Regions from separate parts of the Mus musculus genome. Here region 2 is linked to region 1. A link is a contact called in public HiChIP or PLAC-seq data. All regions are on one chromosome and are shown on one strand. The core of a region is the stretch at or near the end of the contact, and the rest is flanking DNA. Distances in the headings are between cores, read along the strand shown. Region 1 holds the start of Spidr (scaffolding protein involved in DNA repair). Region 2 holds the start of Top3b (topoisomerase (DNA) III beta).

Region 1 (4,043 bases), core at 337-2,836:
GTGTTTCCTTTCACGTAGCCTAAGACAGCCTTGAATTCACTACTTTTGGGAATTTGGGAAAATTGTAATTCTCTAAAATATCAGCCCATGGGAAAAGAAGGGCAGGATTTTTTTTTTTTTTTGCAACTCGGACTTTAAAAACAAACAAACAACAACAAAACAAATATTATTTTGCCATGTGCGGTAGTGCACAGCAGTAATCTCAGCACTCAGGAGGCAGAGACAGGAAAATCTCTGAGTTGAGGCTAGCCTGGTCTACACTGTAAGTTCTAGGATAGTCAGGGCTAAGTAGTGAGAGACCCTGTCTCAACAAACACAAACAAACAAGCTAACCAGTGGAAGAAACAAACAGAAACCCAAAGCAGACAGAAAACCCCACTGTCTTGTGTTACGTCAGTAAGCCAGTCATTTTGTCCTTTTTTCTCCTATGCTGTAGTCCCCCTTTGCAGAATGGCATATCAAAAACTGCTCCACTTGCAGTAGTATTTTTAATTCATTAAGGGCCTTGTTTCCCACTCTGCCTATCTTTCAGTTAGAGAATAAAGTCACCACCCAGGCTCTAAGCTCCTCTTCTGTACACATCTGTAAATACAACTTTCTGAGAATCCTTTCCATTGTCCACTCCAAGTTTTCAACAATATAGTTTATTTAATATTTTCTTCAATATATATCTTTATAGAATATGCCTCCGCTAATCTAGTTTCTACTTAAGTCCCATGCAAACACATTCTTGACAAGGACTTATTTAGTGTTTTTTTCGACACTAGAAACCCTGTTAATCCAGTTTCCACTCAAGTAGCAGCTCTCTGTCCTGCTGGTTTGAACATACATAGACAACTATGTCCTAGCGCTTTAAAACATCCAAGGAACGGCTTCATCTTCCACATTAAAATGTTCCCTGAACCAGCATCTAGAAATTTAAGAATGTAAGCTCTCTGGCTTTTCCCAGATCTATAGTATGTGAAACCTACTTTATAACAAATCCAACTAGTGTTCCTATAGTTTTTTTTTTTAAATAGGAAATCTTTGCTCTTGATATTTATGAATTTTATATTTAAGAATTCCTCATTAGTTAGAGAAGTACTATTCCTTTTCCTGGCTTACTTATGTTTTATTACTAATTAACAATAATTATTGAATTCTAGTTTACGGCTGCCAAGCCAACGACCACCATATCCCAGAACTCACTTGGCTCACCTCCCACCCTTACTTGTGTTACATCATTTTCCATATAAATAAGGAGAACACCCCCTCCTCGCTCTCTTCTCTTCTCTCTCTGCCACTCCCTTATCTCTCCCTCTCAATAAAACCTCTTCACGTTGAACTGCCTGGGCCTAGTGTGCTTCTTGGTGACCCGCTATTCTAACACATCACTGGTTACTGCTCTAAGGCTTTGCTTAGCTAGGAGAGAGGATGACCTGTAGATCAGCTCTCAGGCTCCCTAAAGAGCGAGAGGAAGAGCCTAGACAGCAGCTCCCTCAGTTTGAGCCCGTGGAACTTGAGACGACGGCTTTCGCAAGGGGCGGGGCGCGGGAAGGGGCGTCTCCGGAGGAAAGGGGGCGGGGCGCGGGAAGGGGCGTCGCCAGAGGGAAGGGGGCGGGGCGCGTGATGGGCGGCTTCCGGATGGGGCGGCGAGCAGGAAGACTGTGCACGTAGGAGATGTCTGGAGCCCGCCGCCCCGGCACGTCCAAGGTACGCTGTGCTGTTGCTATGAAAGCAGAGGGCGGGCGTGTAACCTCTGTGGGCTTCTCGTGCCTGTCCCTGGTCCGGTGAAGGGAGCTGGTGCGCCCAGTCTGACCGGCACGAGCCCGTTGGTGGCGGTCGGTCTAGGCAGGGTTCCCTCGCTCTGCCTCTGCCCAGGTCTGCTGAATGGTCCTGGGAACCAAGCGGGTGGGTGGCTGACAGGGAGGACGAATTGATTCGGAGTGAGTGTGAGCTGGCGTCTGGCAGTTCATTTGCCTCCGTTTTATTTTGTTGCTTAACACACCAAGACAGTAGTGGGTATTGGAGTATCTCTTCTGTCCCAGGCATCTTTTGCTACACTTTGCTTTCCCGCCTAAACTTTCTGAGAGGCGTGCTTCTCCCGTGTCTCCCGCAGTCCCTGTATACTGTAGGCACTGTTGTAGGAACTGTTACATGGATGAAATTTAAGCGATCCTCTACATTTCTCCGACATTGTGTTTCTCTTGGATCATATTTTGCCTTTTCAAAGTTCCTCACTTACAGATGATTATTTCATAATACTCAAAATTTAGAACAGCAAACGGTGCTTCATTCCCTCACCTGCTCTTCCTTTCACTAAATGCTAAACTCCCTTAACACTACCATTCGTACTTATTTCTCAGATAGCCTTGAAAGATGACACTGTGAACTTTGTAACTTATTTAGAGAGTAAAAGCACGTATAACTTATGATTTAAAAGACTAATTTAAATTTCAGGAAGACTAAAAGATGAAAAAATCAAGGAATTAAAACATTTCTACATCTAACATAAATTAGTTCTTGCAGCCCTCGATACCCTTGCTAACTGTATACATTTATTTAAGCGTCCCTAAAGTCCTGATTCACTCTTATAGCTGCTCATTCACTTCTCCTAACTGCCCAGCTCCAAATTTTGACTTTGTGCCTATTCTCAACAACTTTTTTTTTTTTTTTTTTTTCGAGACAAGGTTTCTCTGTGTAGACCAGGCTGGCCTTGAACTCAGAAATCCTCCTGCCTCTGCCTCCCGAGTTCTGGGATTAAAGGCGTGCGCCACCACGCCCGGCTTCTTTTCTTTTCTTTTCTTTTCTTTTCTTTTCTTTTCTTTTCTTTTCTTTTCTTTTCTTTTCTTTTCTTTTCTTTTCTTTCTTTCTTTCTTCTTCTTCTTCTTCTTCTTCTTCTTTTTTTTTTTTTTTTTTTTTTTGGTTTTTTGAGACAGGGTTTCTCTGTATAGCCCTGGCTGACCTGGAACTCACTTTGTAGACCAGGCTGGCCTAGAACTCAAAAATCCGCCTGCCTCTGCCTCCCAAGTGCTGGGATTAAAGGCATGCGCCACCATGCCCGGCGCCTTTTCACAACTTTAAGAGTTTGCCCTGGACTGCGATTTTTAGCTGTCACTACAGCATAAAGAAATTACAGTGTGTTATGAAACCATTTGTTTAGCTTATCAGGGCCCTAGCAATTTTTCCTAACTTAGAAATCTGTTGTTTTTGTTATTTCTTTCTGCCCTCTTCATTTTATTAGTTTCCAATAGCTTTTCTTTTCAGTAGTTGTGTTACTTAACTGTTATGTAAAGATTGTCTCAAAAGTGAAGCAGCTTTCCACAAGTATTGCTATCAGGATTCTGACTGTAGTTTAAGCTTATGGTTGTAGCTTCTCCCAAGACTTCTCCAGAGAAGTCTTCTCCCAAATTCACTGAGGTAGGGGCCAGGGTGGTGGTGGTTGTGGTAAGTTTCAGTTTGTTAGTTCCATAGGATGGCTCACAACTTTGTCAACAGCAAATGAGACAGGATCTCATGTCACACAGGCCGACTCTGAATTACTCATCTTTGATCTACATTTCAATTTCTAGGATTACAAGTAGCATATGCCACCACACCTGACTTTCATTTAATTAATTAACTGGTTGGCTAATTAATTTGCTTTTGGTGGAGGGAGCAGGGCTTATGGCAGGTTATGTATACTTAGTGTTTTAACTACATCGTTATGCCTTGGAATAGTTTCTTTACTGGACTTGTGTTTCATGCTCTGTTCGTTTCTTTTGTCTGAGTGTGTTTTTCCTTAGTTTGGAGAAGATCTTGTGGTCTATGGCATTCACCTGGGATTCTTCTTCCGCATCTATTACAATTATTTGAAAGCTTGATCTTTTCATTGTATCCCAGATTTCTTGGTGTATTCCTTTCCTGTGAGTTAAAAAATTCATACTCTTTGCTTTTTGGGGGGTTTAGAGTCCCTACTTTGTCTTCCAGTCCCGATCTTCTGTCCTCTGTTTGATTCATTTCTACTTGTTAGGCTTTCCTTTGAGTTTTCCAGTTATGTTATTGAAATTTCAGTTTATCTTCAC
Region 2 (4,054 bases), core at 1,133-3,632, 720 kb before region 1:
GGGTTTGGTAGGAGGCAAGTAGATCTCTTAGCATGAGTTTGAAGGCAGCCTGGTCTATACAGTGAGTTCCAGGACAGTCAGGGCTACACAGTGAGACCTCATCACATTAAAAACAGCAGCAGCAGTAGCAACAGCAGCAACACCTAACGTTACTGCCAGCAAACACTTCTATTTCTAGGCATTCTTTCTCTCTGGTTTCCAAGTTTTGGGAATTTTGTATCTCTTCTTCTCTTCTACAACCTAAGATCCAAATTATTGACTAGACTGACAAGTCCCTTCAGACACAGACACGCTGCCTTAGCCGGACTCTGTCACATATCCAGGTAAAGGTCAGTAATAGAAAGGCACAACTCGCTCTCAGCTGCCGTCCACTTGCCAGGCTATGCAGCTGCCGTCCACTTTGAATATACATTTATCTTCAGCTTTGACTCAAAACAAGTAAGTAGTTTTAGCACTTCAGCACAAGGGGACTTTGTAATGCTCTATCACTATTTCAAAGGAAGAAAAAAGATTTCTAATGCCAAGTATGCTGGCATACACCTGTAACTGCATCTTTCACGAGGCTGGATGCGGCAGGGGAAGCTTGAGTTTTAGGCTATACTCAGTTACATAGCAATAAGCTGTTTAAAACATTTTTTTTTTCTTCTTTTAAGGTACAGAACTAGACAATCCAGGGCCTTGACAGGAACATTTCCCTTTACCTAGACCAGATTCTACTCTAGAGAGCTTTTGTAACTGTGATTAATGTCAAGACTTCCCTAATTAAGGCTCATCTTCCATTTCAAAGTGAAAACCAATGAGAAAACCTGGACTTGATGGCTTATAAGCATCACCTACACACCACACTCACACTTTGTGACTCTGAAACAACACTATTCACTTAAGCTTTTGCTGTGTGTGTGTGTGTGTGTATGTGTGTGTATTGGGCAAAGACAGCGTCTTGTGTGGCCAAGGCTGGCCTCTTAACTATATAGCCACTACGGCCTTGATCTTCCTATCTTCAACTCCTGAGTGCTGGGAATTCAGGAGTACACCAAAATGTCTAGCCAAAATTTTTATATATGATCACTTAAATAAGACTCCTTAACATAAACCTACATGATATACCAAGTCTTTTCTGCCAAGGCTCTGACACTATAGTTTGTCCTATTCTGGAGTTAGGTAAGCAAAGGGCTATTTAGGTGTGGATTGCAAAGAGAGAATAGCAAGACAACCTGCCCATTCTTTGCCACACCTCACTAATCAGTGTCCCTTGGAAAGCACTGTAAATATGGAGGTTTCTTTTTGTATTATGTAGTAGTGGATTTAACTTGAGGAGCCCCAAAAGGGGTCAGCAAAGCATGGGAAATCTAAGAATTTAACACTTCAGTGACTTTTAATCACCTACAGATCCAGGAAAATAAGCCTGTCTCTTAACTCCTTCTTTGTATCTAGTATGCTGCAGCTCTGTCTACCAACATTGCTATAAAATAGGAGTTAAAGTTAAACAAACAAATAAACAGTTATTTTGTGTGTGGATATGTATGGGCACGCACATGCTGCCGGTCACAGGTCAGAAGACAAATTGTGGGATTCAGCTCTCTCTTTTTACAACGTGAGTTCCCGGGGTCGGAACCTTGGTTGTAAGAGCGCTGAGCCATCTCATCATCCTAGTTTAAAAAGCCAGAATAAATCGCAGTGCATAACAATTCAGACTAGCGACAAGGGACCTTGGCGAACGGTGAAAATTCCCCCCTTTCTCTGGCTATCAAATCCAAGTCGTCCTGGCTTTTCACAGTCCTGTTCCCAAAGGCCGGGTTCCAAATAGGTTAAGAGAGGTCATCCGTTCTTCCCTATGCATAACTAGCTGGCCCTCGACTCTAGCTCATTGGTTTACCCAAGTTTTCTCCTAATCTGCAGAGATCAAGTCCGAGAACAGCCTGGGTCTCCAGACAGAGCAGGCTCCGGGAGGCAGCGAGTGGAACCTTCGGATAAGAACGCAAACCGCAGGCCTGAGCCTCTGTGGGCAGCACAACTTCCCTGAGCCGGTTTCCCTACCCTCAACTAGGGGGAAACGTCTCACCTCGGGGCCGCGGGGAGCTCGTTGGAAAAGCGACCACTGCCCACTAAACGCGGCTCCACCGCCGCCCAGAGGCCCCACGGCGAGGGCTGGATGGCGAAAAAGCCGCGCCAGGGCAGGACCCTCCCCCACGCCCCCGCCCGGGTCGGAGCGCTGCTACCATTCCGGAAATGCCTGGGGAAAGCCAGCGTCTTCCGCTTCCTCGAGCAGCCAGCATCCCACTGCTCACCCGCCGTGCCGCTGCGCCTCTCGCTCCGGCTGTGCTTTCCCCGGTGGCCACTCACGAACTCACTTCCGGCTCTGTCCGTCTGTGGCGTCCCCTCATCTGCCCTCCGATGTCGACACTAAGGTGTCTGCAAGTTCCGAGGCTGGTGAGTTCCGGGTGCCTTGCTGTCTGCTTCCTGTTGGGAGCAGCAGGGGCTCCCCAAGTCTCCATTGTGTCTCCAAAAAATCATCCGGAGAAGACATTAATGACGATTGTCAGTATGATTACGAGAACTGATGAAAATATGCAATTAATGATTAAAATAAAAATGTAAAGTTTATTTTTATTTGATATGCATTGGTGTTTTGCTTGCATATGCACATCCGTGCGGGGGTGTCAAATTCCCTGGAACTGGGGATAGTTGTGAGCTGCCATATGGGTACTGGGAATTGAACCCAGGTCCTTAACCACTTAACCAGCCCAATAATTAAAATAATTTAAACATTTCAGATAGCAGGCTTTTTCAGTGTTAGCAACATCTGTGAGCGGGATGGTGGCTCTTACCAGGAATCAAGCAATCAGAAGGTTGAGACAGCGAGTTAGAGGTCATTCAGGGCTACATAGTGAATTTCATTCCAGCTTGGGACTATAGGCTATACAAGACAAAACAAAACAAAGCACCTTTTAAAATTTTGAAGACCACACTACTTGTGTTAATGTATCTGGAAGATAATATGTAATTTTTTTAGAGTATTAGAATTATGGAAGTTTTAAAATAGTTTTGATGACTTTATTAGCATACCGTTTTTTAATAGCCTGGTATGGTGGCTCACAACTTTGATCTCGGCACTTGGGAGGCAGAGAAAGGCAGATTTCAGTGAGTTCGAGGCCAGCCTCATCTGCACATTGAGTTCCAGAATAGCCAGCCAGAGCAAAATAGTGGGATCCTGTCTTAAAAAAAAAAAAAAATATATATATATATATATGTATGTATATATTCAGATTGTCTCATTATGTAGCCAAGGCCATCCTGGAACTCACTGGAACTCACTGTGGACCCAGGCTGGCCTCAAACTTATGTTTTTAAGCCATCCTTTTGTTACCAAGACTGGCTATGACAGCCCCAACTTGTCAACGAGACAAGTAAGAAACCTATAAGATGGCTCAGCAGGCAGACAGTGGCTGCCAAGCTGGCCATGTGAACACAAAAGAAATGAAAATAAAAATGTAATTAAAAGAGATAATACTAAAAAGCAGAGGAAGGAGATTTATTTAGTGTGCTCACATATGGTAGAGGAACATCTAAAGAGGCCCAGTGACTGCTCCCACACATATTTGGGGTCTGATATGAGGCTTAGGTTTAAGGAGAAAACTCTTGTCCCCTTTACCAGGCATTTAAAGTGAACTACAGATCTGCTTATTTGGGGCTCAGCCTCTCAAGGGGAGTTGAGGTCACTCTCCCTCAGGGAGACAAGCCCGCAGTCCTGGGTTCTGGCCCATGACGTTCCAGCAGGTGCTTCCTCCCAGAATGCTTCCCTGGGTCAAACCCAGAGCCACAAAGGCTTCCATTAGACCATTCTGGTAAGTGACAGAGTCACAGAGCCCAGAAAGCCTGGGAGGGTGGTGAGCAGGAACCAGGGGTGCAGTGACCCTCTCCCCAAAGCAGGGAGGAGAGTGCTTCCCAGCTGGTCAGGGCCCAGGAGCAGTGGCTGTAGGGGGCAGGGTGCTGCAGGTCTGGAGCCATGGCCTGGACGTCTGTCCTGCTCATGCTGCTGGCCTATCTCACAGGT

The links. HiChIP or PLAC-seq counts read pairs in DNA pulled down with a chosen protein or histone mark.
Region 2: a contact with region 1 is called in an H3K27ac HiChIP or PLAC-seq map of extraembryonic endoderm stem cells, with 3 times the contacts expected there. The contact joins the promoter of Top3b here to the promoter of Spidr in region 1. A contact is called at or near these places in 3 of 39 promoter capture datasets (liver and pre-B cells) and 3 of 115 datasets of contacts at active chromatin or transcription factors (embryonic forebrain, extraembryonic endoderm stem cells and large pre-B cells).

The regions. Positions count from the first base shown.
Region 1 is chr16:16,144,394-16,148,436 of GRCm38.p6, reverse strand. It overlaps Spidr (scaffolding protein involved in DNA repair), which reads left to right and starts at 1,586. Exons shown (of 20, transcript NM_146068.4): 1 at 1,586-1,692. The coding sequence starts at 1,660.
Region 2 is chr16:16,869,064-16,873,117 of GRCm38.p6, reverse strand. Top3b (topoisomerase (DNA) III beta) reads right to left here and starts at 2,382. Exons shown (of 18, transcript NM_011624.3): 1 at 2,063-2,382. Vpreb1 (pre-B lymphocyte gene 1) reads left to right here and starts at 3,863. Exons shown (of 2, transcript NM_016982.2): 1 at 3,863-4,052. The coding sequence starts at 4,007.